Regions from separate parts of the Mus musculus genome. Here region 2 is linked to region 1. A link is a contact called in public HiChIP or PLAC-seq data. All regions are on one chromosome and are shown on one strand. The core of a region is the stretch at or near the end of the contact, and the rest is flanking DNA. Distances in the headings are between cores, read along the strand shown.

Region 1 (7,194 bases), core at 1,624-4,123:
CTTTTATTTTAATTTTAATTCATTTTTATTCCCCTCTACTGTGTGCATGAGAGAGAGAGAGAGAGAGAGAGAGAGAGAGAACACAAGAGTGAGCATCCACGAGATGGAGCGTGCATGGATCCCTTGTGACTGGAGTTGCAGTTATGAGCAGTCTAATCTGGGTGCTGGCCTCTGAACTGTGATCCTCTGAAGGTGCAACTGTTCTCAACTGCTAAGCCATCTCTCTAGTCCTTTATGAAAAATTTCTCCACTAAGAATAGATCTTGATGGAAGATAGAATTAGGCCCTGATTAAAATGATCAGATTTGTAATCTTGTTCCTCTGCTGTTACTGTTAATCATTGCTAAGGTTACAGCCATTGATTTATGAAAAGATGAAAGTTACTTAGCTTCTTCTGTAGTTTATGATCGTATTTCATACCTCACTGTAGTTAGGGGTGATTAGGGCTTAATTATCCACATTTGGCATATAAAATTCATTTAATATTTTTAAACATTTAAATGTTTAAAGGTGAAGCAATGCAGTCTTACTATTTTAATTTAATTTTCCCATGTATTTGTTTTTGTTTTTTTTTTACAGTACTCTGTGCAAAAAACTTGGTGAAAAAGGATTTTTTCCGTAAGTAAATGAACTTTAATACAAATCTTGTCTATACTGTGTAGGTTTGGGAGAGAACTTAATTGTTAGAACTGCCTGGTTTAGGGATCTGGAGGCAGACTGTCTATGAATTCTATAGTTCAGGTCGTTGCCTCACACGTCTCAAGAGGGCTCTGGGGTTTGCCTTGTCCTCTCTTCACTCATAATTCACACAAATGTGTGTACAGGTGCAAGTGTTAGAAATGCTTCTGGAAAGGTTGAAGAAAAAAATGTAATATGCTTTTACTTTAACATTTTAAGGAAAATTCACTCACGCATTCAGGATTCATTGGGAGGGAGAGAGTTGAGCCTGCTTGTTGAGTTTCCAGGGTTGTAGGAAAGAGACCTCCAGAGAAGGGGTTGACTGCACTGTAGTCTATTTGCCAATTGGATGTAGTTGTTTGTTTTGTTTTGGGACAGGGTTTTGCTGTATGGCCTAAGCTGGCCTTGAACATACAGTCCTTCTGATTCTGTCTTCTGAGTGTCAGAATTACAGGCATTAACAATGCCCAGAAGTTGTGGAAGTTTTGTAGTTTCATTTAGGATTAAGTTTTGTGAGGGCGGATTGGGACATTTCCTTATATTTACTAAAAATCTCAATCTATAATCTCTTTCCCTCTTCCTCACTTTGTGTTTTTTGTTGTTTTGAGGTAGAGTTTCATGTAACCCCATCTGGCCTTGAGTTCTTGAGCATTCTGTGTAGTCTCTGCCAGCAGATTGATAGTGTGAATTGTAACCGTATAATTTCATACTTTACATTAGCTTTAAATTATCCATTAACAGTCAAAAGATTGTAAATAAAAACCTTCAGCCAAAAATTTTACATGTAAAATATTTGAAATTAGAAATAACTTTTATGGGCTGGTGACCTGACTCAGAGGTTAAGAAGAGCACTAGCTGCTCTTCCAGAGGTCCTGAGTTCAATTCCCAACAACCACATGATGGCTCACTACCATCTATAAGGGGATCTGATGCCCTCTTCTGGACTGTGGATCAGAGCACTCATGCATTAAATAAATAAATTAAAAACAAACAAACAAGCAAACAAACTTTTATTAGATTTTAAATCTAAGTTCTGTCAGCTTACAAAAAACAGCATGTTGGGTATTTCATATGATGTTAGGTAATATTTTCAGGTTGGTTAAAAGGGATAGAAATTCTCAGGGCTGGAGAGATGGCTGAGCAATTGAGAACACTGGCTGCTTATCCAGAGGCCCCAGGTTTGATTCTCCACACCCACATGGAGGCTCACTACCATTGTAACTCCAGTTCCAGGGGATCCGACCCCCTTTCTGACCTCTGAAGGCACTTCATGAAAGTGGTGCACAGGCATATGTGCAGACAAAACACTCACATATATAACAATAATATTTTAAAAAAGGAATCATTTTTGACACATTTTAAGTCCATAATTAATTTCATTTATTAATTTCTATCTTTCTACAGTAGACTTGATTTTAAGTTTAAAGAACGTAATTGTATAAAACTCTAGTTATGAATGTTTATGTTAACTTTGTGTTTATATGGGTAAGTGTGGAATAGGATAACTTTAAGTAGAGGAGGGCAGCCTTCCACTTCTGTGCCATATTCTGTTTACCCCACAAACATTTCACAGGAGAGGAGGGCTCAAGGGCCGTGGAACTCCCCAGTTGTATCTGCTAACACCAATTTTATTCTCCTGGGCTGCTCCTTAATTATACTTCCCTGTCATTAGTAACCTAAAGGCCGTGGTAAGATGGGACTTTGTGATTTGTGTGGGTGAAGCTGCAGGGGGGCAGGGAGGCTTGGATGTGGTGCCAACCAGGACAAAGCTGACACTTGCTTTTAAGACATTTGCTCACATTTTGAAGATAAAATCTTCAGTTTTATTTTTTAGTTTTCTTTCCTTTTCAGATTCTTTCCCTTTCCCCAGAGCCCCATTCACAGCTTCTCTCATAAAATGACCAGATAGTCTTGTCTCAGTGTCCTCAGAAGTCACTCTTTGTAAGTCTCCAAGAACTGACAGTGACTCCTTGTAGAGTCTTTTTGTGCTTGAATAGTAGGTGAAAGAAAGAAATCCTAGTTCATTGGTGTAGGCAGTAAAAACTGTGAAGATAAGAGTGTGAGCTTGCTTCAGGCATAAGGTTTAGAGGCAACATAATTATTTTTAAAACTCAAAATGGAAGCTACCTGGCATACTAGAAAGGGAAGCAACCACAGTTAGCCCAGGCCTCCCTTCCAGAGGAGCCAGCCAAGGATGGCAGTGACTTGAGGCTCACCGTGACTAATGTTCCAGATACCTGCACTTCAGGGTGTCTTTGACCTGTTTAAAAGTTTTGTCTACCCACATTTATCTGAGAGGAAGACAGTAGATCTTAAACTTTTTCTACTATTGACTATGTTTCCTGATCAGAGTAGAGATCTAAAAAGAAAAGATTTATTTATTATTTTAATTTTAAGTGCATGAGTGTTTTGCTTACATGTAAGTGTAGGGCCTGCATCCCTGGTGCCACTGGAGGCTAGGAGAGGGTGCTGGTTTCCTAGATGTGTATTTGTGGACAGTTGTAAACCATTATCAGTGTTAGAAAGTGACTAACAATTGCTTTTAACTGCTGATGCATCTCTCTAGTACTTTGATGATTATTAATTATAATTATTAATAGTAAATATAGTTAACTTTTTGGTTATAATTTAAATTGTGTTCAGTGATTAAAGTCCATTTTAAGGTGGTGTATGTGTCATGTGTCATGATACATGTGAAGGTCAGAGCTCTGCTGCTCTTTCGTACCTGTGTGTGCTCTGCATCCATTGTTCTTTCTCCCTGTTCAAATCAGGCTGTCTTCTGGCTTCATAAGCTTTTCTCTTGAACAAATAGTAAATGGGTGGCGTTTCTGTTTTTCATCACTGACAAAATATTTCAAAGAATCAACTTAAAGGAGGAACTGGAGTTTTGGTTTTGGGGGCGTTCTTTTTGTTTGGTTTTGGTTTTGTAGCTCATGGTTGTAGAGGTTTTCAGCTCATGCCTAACTGGCTCAGTTCATGTGGGCCTGTGATAAGGCAGACCACGTGGCAGGGAGGACACGGTAAAGCTGCTCACTTCACCATGGCTGGAGAGCAGAGATGACAGGGAGGAGACGGAGTAGGACAATGAGATACAGCACCAGAGCTATACCTCAAGGACTCAGTTCCTTCAGCAGGGTCTCATTACCTCCCAGAATAGACCATCATGAATGCATCAGTGGTTACTCTCGATAAGGTCAGGGTCCTCATAAACCAGTCCCTTCCCAACTACCTCTGGGTATTGCTGTAGTAAGGACCAATCTAACATAGCCATTGGAGTATTCTCCAGATCCAAATATATAATATAATATAATATAATATAGAATAGTTGCAACCCCTTTAATACAGTTCCTCATGTTGTTGTGACCTCCAACCATAAAATTATTTTATTATTACTTCATGACTATAATGTTGCTGCCCTTATACATCACAGTGTAAGTACCTTGTTTTCTGATGGTTTTAGTCAACCCCTGTGAAAGGGTCCTTTGATTCCCCCGAAGGGGTTGCAACTCACAGATTGAGAACTGCTGCTTTAGACTTTGTTCATACTTCTCACTACTATGTGTACATTGAGCTAGTTATGATTTGACATTTAATCTTTTTTCCTTCATTTGTAAAATAGAGATAACAACACTCATTTCCCTTAGAGGATATTGTAAACATTTAGGACAAAGCATTTTGAATAATTCCCATTGTGTTTGCTGTTTTAGTCAGATAGCCAAGCATTTCCTTACTGTTGATTTCCTTTCCTGTGTTTGCTATTTTCATTTTTTCCTTTGTGGTGTCTCTTATTACTTGGTAGCAGTTTTTAAGCAGTTTGACTTTTTGGAAATTAATGTTCTGTGTGACAACTATGTTTAACAAGCCCTTTAAATGAGCTACTAAGACAGTTGTGTCAAAGGAAAGAGTGGGGATGTTTGAGCATTCACCTTCTCAGAATTTAATGGCTGCTTACAATCCTCAAGTACCCAGGTACCATCTAGACCATGGTAGTGTTTAACAGAATGCTCCAAGTTGGGAACAAGAAAAAAACATACAGTTTAATATCAGCTGTGGAAGTGACCTCAATGTTTGCTTAAAATAGCCCCTCACCCTCTGTGTGTATGAATCTGTGTGTTTGAATGTTGGAATGGAAAAATCTTTTATAGCAAATAATAATCCTCATGTAATTAATCTTTTCTCTTACATGTCAAATTATTTTTTTAGTTTAAAGTACTTCCCTTTTCCCCACAGGTCTTCCTGATCCATTTGCTAAGGTGGTAGTTGATGGTTCTGGGCAGTGCCATTCTACAGATACTGTGAAGAACACACTTGATCCAAAGTGGAATCAGCATTATGACCTGTAGGTATAAATGATTAATTTGAAATGAAATGCAGAATTAATGTAATATAATCTCTTAAAAGAATCATGGAAAATGCTTTCAGTTTGTATACAATATAGTTTCTTTTTTCCTTTTTGTTTTTCAAAATAGTGCTAAATATTGAGCCTTGGGTCTTAAACATGGTAGGCAAGCACTCTATCACTGAACTATACCCTCATGTCCTTTTTCACTTCTATGTATTTTATCTGAGGTTTGTCTTACTAAGTTGCTCAGACAGACCTTGAACTTGGAATCTTCCTTCCCTTCTAAATAGCTAGGATTGCAGGCCTGCCAATATACGGGCTCAGCCTTATGATTTGACATCTATAAAAGAGGAGCTAAACCCAGTGGAAAAGTGCTTTGAATTATTGTTGAACAAGACAGGCAGGTAGGCATGTGCACCTGACTTACACACACACGCACACACACACACACACACACACACAGAGTTAAAAGAAGGAAAACATATTTTGAAAAAGTTACAGCCATATTTCTTGATAGATTCAATTTACCTTTTCTTGAAGACTAGTGATGTTGGACATCTTTTCATGTGCTCGATGAAACTTATTTTTTAGTTAGTATTAACTGGCTACCTAGGGAGGTCTATCTTAGATGTGGAGGGGACAAGATCAGAGTAACAGTTGAGATCATTTTGTTAAATCTTTTCGTTACATTGGGTAGGCCTAGAAAGGATAACAATTATACTTTAGCCAAAATCTTGACTGCATATATAATACTGTATTCTACATGATAATATTATGTTCCCTTATGGAGATATTCCTTATGTTAGACCCTCTTAAATTTTGTTTTTAAATTTTGTACTTGTTGGAGAAGTTGAGGTTCTCTAAAATAGAGATTTCTAAAAGTAGAGTGCAGTGGTGCCTATAGTGCTGCCTATTCAGGAGGGTTGTTACGTTCTCAGCCCCTGAATGGACAACATAGCAAGACTCTTTCTTAAAAACACCACCACCAACAAAAAGTGTTTAGCTTACAGGTTTAAAAGAATTCATGTTTTTTCAAGCCATGTGTTTTAAATATATAACTTTTCTTTAAAATGAAAACAGAGACTGCCTAAATGCAATTTCTACTTAGTTTCTGACCTTGAAATATTTTGACAGAATGTTTTTGACTTGTAAAACGTAAGTGCTTAAAGTTATTTTCAAAAGGCTTCTAACTAGAAAATTATTACAGTTAAGAATTTCAGATCTTTTTGTATTATAGTAAACATAAAGGATATGTTGGTACATGTACTAAATAGATAAGAGTTCCTTAGGCGGGCTGGTGAGATGGCTCAGTGGGTAAGAGCACCCGACTACTCTTCCGAAGGTCCAAAGTTCAAATCCCAGCAACCACCCGTAATGAGATCTGACTCCCTCTTCTGGAGTGTCTGAAGGCAGCTACAGTGTATTTACATAAAATAAATAAATACATCTTTAAAAAAAAAAAAAGAGTTCCTCAGGCTACTGAGTAGTAGTGGACTACTGAGGCCTCAAGAGTCACTATTTTAGAATAGCTGCAAACCAGTTAGGAAACTCGTGTGTGTGTGTGTGTGTGTGTGTGTGTGTGTGTGTGTGTGTGTGTGTGTGTGGTATTACTTGTTACTATGTGGTATAACATGAAGTAGTTACTTACCAGTATGTATCTGGTAGATGTTTTTGAAAATTGATGTATGTCTACTCTATGACAGTTTAGAACATCTCATTTGTAAGCAGTAGACTCAATAGAAACTAGCTTCATTTTAGAGCCAGGTTTGATGGCCCACACCTGTAATCCACCACTTAAAGCAGAGATGCAGGAGGAAGGCAATCTGGTCTAAACAAACAATAACAAAACAGGCCTAGGCATGTAGAGTATTTGCTAAGCATGTATAGAGAGAGCCCTGGGTTTGATCCCAGCATTACCTAAAACTAGATATAGTAACACATCCCTATAATCCCAGCACTTGGTAGGTGAGAGCAAGATCACATAGTGAGTTCAAGGCCAGCCTGGGCTGCATTAGACCATCACTCAAAGCAACAAAACAAAGGGAGAAAAAACCCTTAGTTTTTATAAAGCAAATGTATTGACTTGTATCGAAAGAATGTCAGGGTGACCACTTTTAGACACACTGGATCCAGGGCTTAAGCGCATCTTCCACGTTCCTTGTTTTTATTTTATT
Region 2 (7,194 bases), core at 2,647-5,146, 47 kb before region 1:
GGTCTGCCTGGGCTGCTAGCAAGTTCCTAGCAGAGTGAACTACAGAGTAAAGTCTATTGCAATGAAATTCCAAAGCAGGGGGCTGGATAAATCCAGCAGTAGAGTGCCTGCCTAGTAGGCATAGGGCCCTAGGTTCCTTCTCTAGCAAGGGGGCAGGGAAGGGGGTGGGGGAAGGGAGGAGATAATGGGGTCCCTGGAAAGAGGCTCAGGAGATAAAAGCATTTGCCTTGCAAGCCAGATGAATTCAGCTTGATGTGCAAAGAGAACCAATTGTACTAAGTTATCATTTCTCTCACACATACACTTCTGCTGCCCCCATACACACTGACAATGGACAAATGAATAAGAGTAAATGCCAGAGTGCCACTCTAGATGGACCCCCATCGGCCCCACCCCCAGGTGTGGGATGCAGCCACCAGTGTTTAGCAAGTTCTCCGGGTAACCCTGATGCACACTCAAGTTCCAGACCAACGGGCTGGTGGTTTCTAACCTTGGTGGTTTGGATCTGAGTGCCCATAGAGCTTTTAAACCGCCTTCACCTTGACTGCAGGAAATTCTGATTCAGTGGACCAGGGAAGGGCTTTGGCAATCAAAGTTAGCAAGTCCTCTCTGCCTCCCTCCCCTCCTTCTTGTATTATTATTATTAATAATCTTTTAAAAAAGATTTATTTATTATATTATTATATTTATTACACTGTAGTGTAGCTGTCTTCAGACACACCAGAAGAGGGCATCGGATCCCATTACAGATGGCTGTGAGTCCACCATGTGGTTGCTGGGAACTGAACTCAGGACTTCTGGAAGAGCAATCGGTGCTCTTAACCACTGAGCCATCTCTCTAGCCCCCTATTATTATTAATCTTATGTAGCCCAGGTTGACCTTGAATTCACTATATAATCAATGATGTCCTGTGCTATATTGGCTTTTTGCAAGCTGAGGGTTGAACCCAGGTCTTTGTATATTTGAGAATTTGAGACAACCACTCTAGCCACTGAGCCTTATCTCCAGACTTCTTCTTCTCCTTATTCTAATAGTTTTCTGCCACTAGACTGATCTTTAAATATTATTATTTTTTAAAAATCTCAGTCCAAGCCTATTACTGCATCCACTACATAGAAGGAGTTAAGAAACCATTAGCTGGATGAATGAATTCTCATAGGAATATTTTGCTGTGGAGAGAATGGCCATTTCTTTCTGTTCAATGCTGTTTTCTTTTCCTGAAAGTTTTTACATCTAAACACATATAATTAATATCCCTACTTTTCATCTTTTTCCTTACCAATTTCTAGGTATCAGATGATAGTCCACTGCATAGTTTCTATATAATGTGTACTAACGAAATAGCCAAGGGGGAATGTGCATAAAAACTCCTTTTTACTTGAAGGTTTCTGGCTCAGAGAGCTCTGTTTTGGGCCTACACTGGTGAGGCTTTTTTGTCAAGAGATTTATTGGAAGTGGCTTTCCTATTAACATTAGTCCTTTTGATTTTATTATTTTTTTGTCTTCTAAAATCTTTATTTTATTTATTAATTAAAGTCAATATTAAAGATTTAATGTGTTAAGGAAAACAACAATAAAACAAACATCCACGTACCCAGCTTTAAAAAGATTACTACCAGTATAATAAAGGGCGTGGTGGTAGGTTTGGATGGATCTCTGTCCATTTCCAGCCAGTCTGGTCTACATAGTAAGTTACAGGCCAGCAAGGCTTACACAGTGAGTCCCTGTCTGTAAAATAAAAGCTAAAATAACAAATACAGTGTTATTATAGATGTTGCTCAGTGGTAGTATGCTTGCCTATCATGTGTAAGACACTGGATTTGACTTCTAACATTACACAGAGGTTATCAACATATTGAATGGTTTTGCTTATTATTTATATTTTGAGCTTTTTAAAAGACTTATTTGTGTGTATGAATGCTTCTCCTGAATGTATCTGTGTGTATCGCATGCATGCTTGGTGCCCATGGAAGTTAGAAAAGAGCATCATATCCCTTGGAACTGGGGTTATAGATGGTTGTGAGCTAGCTTGTGGGTGCTGGGATGAACCCAGATTATCTGCAAGAGCAACAAACCATCTCTTCAGCCCTGACTGAATGGTTTAAAAGCATTATTCTTAGGGAAGTCTAAACGGAATTGTCTGAACCTATGCCCATTTCCCTGAGCCGCCACATATGTGAAGGTATTGCTTAAAACTCACAACAGTCTTCCACCCTCCCACCCCCTGCTAGGCTTCCGACCATTTTCTGAAATCTTAACTTCCATTTCCCAATACAAAGCTACAAATTATGCTAGTGGGTGGTTGGGAACAAAGTGTGGGCCATAAGAACCAGGGAAAGGAAGAGTGCATACATCAGCCTGCTCAGTTTATTGTCTCAGCCTAGCGTTTGAAACAGTGATGTAGCAATTGTTCTATCGCCACAGTAACTTTTGTGGGAATTATTTCCTGAGCCTTCAGATCTTACATTGCACAAAGAAGTGTTTAAGGGCCCTGTTCATTGCTTTGTGAATAATAAGCACTTAGTATTTCTTGATTGAATTTTTAGAGCTGTCCCTTGTATTTTAAGTCTTACTGCTAGAACTTATGATTTTGGGATCACTTTAATCCGTAGGAGTGTTTTTAGACCGATGAAACGCTCTTGGATTTCACCTGGAGAATGAAGTGTCTTAACTGGTAGATTTTAAGTCACCATTTGCAATGTTTTAGGATTAAAATGTATTAGGCTTCAATGAACAGTTTAAACGGCATTAATGTTATAACAGCTTTAAAGCAAAGCTAACATGGATATAAATCCACACTCTTTTTTTTTTTTTTTTTTGGTTTTTTGAGACAGGGTTTCTCCGTGTAGCGCTGGCTGTCCTGGAACTCACTTTGTAGACCAGGCTGGCCTCGAACTCAGAAATCCACCTGCCTCTGCCTCCCAAGGCATGCGCCACCACTGCCCGGCACAAATCCACACTCTTATCCTTAGTTTGCATTATTACTCTTGCGTGCACATAAAACTTGTATTCTCCATTTAAACCCTGCATTACATATAAAGTCTGACATGTTACATGGCTACCACAATTGCCATTTAGATGGCTGCATAAAAATGTGTTGCAGTTGATGTAATACAATTCACTATTAGGCTGCACTCTCACCCCAACCTTGCAAAACAAAATCCCAAAACAACCTGCATTATTTATTTGTCCAGAATAAGTTCTTATTAGTTGTAAGTCACCGCGTCAGAGTTACAGTCCTATTCATTTTCTTTTTTCCTCCTGGGACAGCAAAATACAGTACTGCGTGAGCTTTCCACACTATATCCACCTATCTTGTTCACAGTCTTTGGCCGCATTTGTATTATCTCCCTATGCTTGTCCTGGGCAGGGTTGGGGGAAGAATCGAGCAGGTAGGTAACCGGATATGGAGCACCAGGTGAGCCTGTGGAGGTGGCAATTACAATACTCAGAGCTAAGCACTCCTGGGAATTTGCTGGAGCGTTCGATGTGGGAATAGCATCTTGGCGAATTAATTCTTCGGACTTGGGTCTAACTTTACTCTCGCCAGCCTCTCAGAGCGCGCAGTGGGAGTATTACTCGGGCATTCTGCCCTGTAGGGACACAGGCGATCTTTCAGTGAGCTAGCTGGTCAGTAGGCCCCTCTGGTGCCATCGAGCCGGCGCCGCCGGGCGGTGTAGTTCGGGGCCCAGTCTGGGCCGTGGCGCACGCGCTGCCCGCAGCTCGCGCGGAGCCAGGCCTTCCTCTGGCGCCCCAGGCGCAGGAGACCTCGCCCACAAGCCCGCCCCCTCGCCGGCCCCGCCCACCGCAACCCCGCCCCGCCCGCCGGCCCCGCCCCCGTCTCCTCCCCGCCCCCAGGAGCCGACGAGTGGCGGCGGCGGCGGCGGCGGCAGCGGCTGCGGCCCCAGGACCGGGTTCTCTCAGACAAGAGGGCGGGCGGAGGAGGAAGCGGCCGAGCACCCGCCCGCCTCAGCAGACTTCGCACCGTCCGCTCCCAGGCCTCGCGGCACCGAGAAGGGGAGACCGAGGCGGACCGCGAGGACAAGAGGCGGCGGGGGCGCGGGGCGGAGGCGGCGCGGCCGGCCGCGGCTGCCGCTTTGTTGTGTGGCCCGGGCCGAGGAAGCAGAAGTGGGAGGAGGGGGGAGCTCTGCGTCCCGCTCCCTCCGCGGCTCATGGCGACGGCGCTCGGCACATCCGGGACCCTCCGGCCCTGGCGGCCGCGGCGCGGGCTGTTCGGACCCCGGCCCCGGCCGCTGTGGTGACTCCTCTGCGCCTCGCCGTCGGCCCAGCCCAGCCCAGTCCGCCCGCCCGCCCGCCGGCCCGCCGGCCGCGAGCGCCGCCGCCGCCGCCGCCGCCACCTCCCCCGCCGCTGGGGACATGTCTAACCCCGGAGGCCGGAGGAACGGGCCCGTCAAGCTGCGCCTGACAGGTGAGCTGGGCGGGCGGCTGTGGCGCCTGTGGGCAAGCAGAGGGCCGGGGTCGCGGTCGGTGGTGGCGTTGGACGGGAATCCGGGCGTGGGAAGGCCTAGTTTAGGGAGTCATTGGAGAACCACTTAGCTGGGGTTGGGAAATTCTTCAGAACGCCCAGTGTGTGGCCCGTGGGTCTCCCGTGGAGGGCGGATTTGAGGTCCTGAAGTCTCGTTTCCTGGGGTCACAGGAGCAGCCCCTGGGCTCCTGCCCAGGTGGGGTCGGGAAAGGGATTACTGAATCCAGTTGCTGACTGCGCGCGGTAAACACTCCTTAAACATGGAGTGAGTGCTTAACGGGAGAGTGCTTGTGTTCCCGGGTTGTTAACTTGGACACCTACCTATGCCCGGCAGTGAAACCTTTACTCTCCAGTGCTGCCAACCTCTGTGGCCAGTGCCACACACCTTAAACGCACGTCTCTGGGAGGGAGGGACCGAGACTGTGGTTGGCTTTTCCGGCGTGTCTGCCTGATCCCACGACTCCCGGCTCATTGTACACTCTGTGTTTTGGAAGTTGTTTGATTGTAGGGTAGCATGTTTGGGGTTGTTCCTTGTAGGCCGCAGAACTAGTTGCTCATGTCTTAACTCCAGACCTGGTTTAGAATCCCTTGCTTTGCAATGTGTTTCTCAGTCTGGACGCATACGAACTTTTAAGCTAACTTTCACTAGTCCTCTCCACACTTCTCACCCTCTTTCTAAATGGAAAGGAATGCTCAGAGGGATTTGGGAAAGACTGTTTAATGTTCCCAGCTGCAGGGAGTTGTTAACATATTACAGGTATAATTTGCTTACGATGCCACTTCTGATATTCTTCCGTGGTCAACGTCCCCCTCCTTTTAAGGAAAAATTGCGTTTGGTTTAAAGCGTGTAATTGAAACTATTGTCCCTCTGCTAGCTAGTCACGTCATTCACAGCAAGTAAATTGTCCACATTTATATTCAGATGTGTGGTGAAGAAGACGGCATTTTGTAGTTGGTTCATATGCATTTGCGCCAGCGAAGGATAAGCTGTAATTATGTTTGCCCACACTAAACTTTGAGATTTCTGTGGGTGAACTTTGTAGTTGAATGTTTGTGTGTTAACCGGCAGTCCATCGGCTGTACTTTCTAGGTAGCTTGAAGTGAATTTGGTATTTGAGAACTTAGTTGGAATGTATGTTGGCTACAGAGTAAAATACTTTACTTTTGAGGCTGAAGAGATGGCACAGTAGTTAAATGTATCCTGTTCTCTAAGAGGACCTGAGTTCTAGTCGCAACACCCCAACCCAGGTCCTCGGCTCACTATCACCTGTAACTCTAGCTCCAGGGGATCTGATGCATCTGGCCTCCCACAAGCACCTGCACTTAGGTACACATACCACCTCTATCTCCAGTAATTAAAAAATATACATAGTATTGACCTGGAAGCCTTTTTTTCCCTAGGGAAAATTACAAGGTATTATTAACACTGGGTGGGGGGGGTGCTTTGATTTTCATCTTTATTGTGTTCATTTGGGCGGGGGGAAGTCAGCGGAATACAATTATAAAGGATCCTTGGTGCTCTAGTTTATATATTAATGTTCTTATTAGGCACGCCTTTGTCAATAATTACAGAAAGAAATTGTGAGTGTAGGTGTGCAAAAGCCATCAGAAATGGATGTTATTTATTTCCTTCTGGGATATATATATATATATATACACACACACACACACACACACACATATATACATATACATATATATACACATACACACATATATGTGTATGGGAGAGAAAAGAGGGGTTTGGGTTTTCTTTGGATAAAATGAGTTCTGAGGTGGGCTGGAGAGATGGCTTAGTAAAGAGCACCCTCTGTTCTTCCAAAGGACCCAGATTCAATTCCCAGCACCCAAATTCCAGTTCACAACTGTCTGTAACTCCAGTCCCAAGGGATCTGACACACTCACACCAATGCACATAAAATAAAAATAAATTATTAAAAAATGAGTTCTGAGGTTTTAGTATTTGTCAGACTTTGCGAAAACTATTCACAGGCAAATTTCCCAATAGTTTTAAGAAACAGAGTAGTTCAAATGAACTAAGATGTACTGAAAATGAACTGAGAGTACATTTATGTACTGTGTGTGTGTGTGTGTGTGTGTGTGTGTGTGTGTGATGGCCATGGAACGTGTGTGCTGGATAGGACAAGGTGAGATCTCCTTTTCTATCTTACGAGTCTTCCCAGTCCAACTCAGGTCATCAGGCTGGAGAGGAAATACCCTCCCCCCTCAGCCAGCTCAGTGTTCTGAGGGTTGGTTAGTGTGATTGAGTAGCTCTTATATTTATCTGTCATTTTTTTCCTGCATATGAGAGTTTATACAGATTTATGAGTGACATTTGTGAGGTAAACATTATAACCACCGCACTATGGAAACGTCCCCTCAGTGAAGTTTGAGAGGAAAAAGATCACACTAAGTTTCTGAGCAAGAAAATACATTAGACTAAATTTATAGAGTGATTTTGTACACTTAGCTTTTTCTGAAGAATTTTAAATATCTGTCCTCTCCTCTTAATTGTAAAAACAGTTTGAACTACTCTCAGTTTCCTAAAACTATTGGGAATTTGCCTGTGAATAGTTTTCGCAAAGTCTGACAAACACTAAAACCATTGTCTCTTTGATTGCATATGATGGAATCTCCTGTTTTGCAGGGAGCGTTAACTTACATTTTTTCATTTTTGTTCGTCATTTACAAATTAAATAGTATAAAT

Evidence for each region. HiChIP or PLAC-seq counts read pairs in DNA pulled down with a chosen protein or histone mark.
Region 2: a contact with region 1 is called in an H3K4me3 HiChIP or PLAC-seq map of the SCID.adh cell line, with 12 read pairs. The contact joins the promoter of Smurf2 here to the enhancer-like site in region 1. A contact is called at or near these places in 5 of 39 promoter capture datasets (the C10 cell line, the HPC-7 cell line, cranial neural crest and 2 more), 2 of 15 datasets of contacts at CTCF or cohesin (CD8 T cells and the NIH/3T3 cell line), 41 of 484 Hi-C or Micro-C datasets (the AML12 cell line, the Ba/F3 cell line, the C2C12 cell line and 26 more), 9 of 115 datasets of contacts at active chromatin or transcription factors (CD8 T cells, the SCID.adh cell line, astrocytes and 5 more) and 2 of 9 other capture datasets (adipose tissue and liver).

Annotation. Positions count from the first base shown.
Region 1 is chr11:106,869,325-106,876,518 of GRCm38.p6, reverse strand. Smurf2 (SMAD specific E3 ubiquitin protein ligase 2) reads left to right here. Exons shown (of 19, transcript NM_025481.3): 2 at 580-618; 3 at 4,909-5,017. Among named protein-coding and RNA genes, the nearest start is that of Smurf2, 48 kb to the left of the region's middle. Within about 2 kb of position 2,873, at least 6 of the 459 cell types and tissues checked have an H3K27ac peak or open chromatin away from gene starts, as enhancers often do. A contact at or near this core is called in the SCID.adh cell line and Th1 cells, where this site is marked.
Region 2 is chr11:106,917,417-106,924,610 of GRCm38.p6, reverse strand. Smurf2 (SMAD specific E3 ubiquitin protein ligase 2) reads left to right here and starts at 3,896. Exons shown (of 19, transcript NM_025481.3): 1 at 3,896-4,430. The coding sequence starts at 4,379.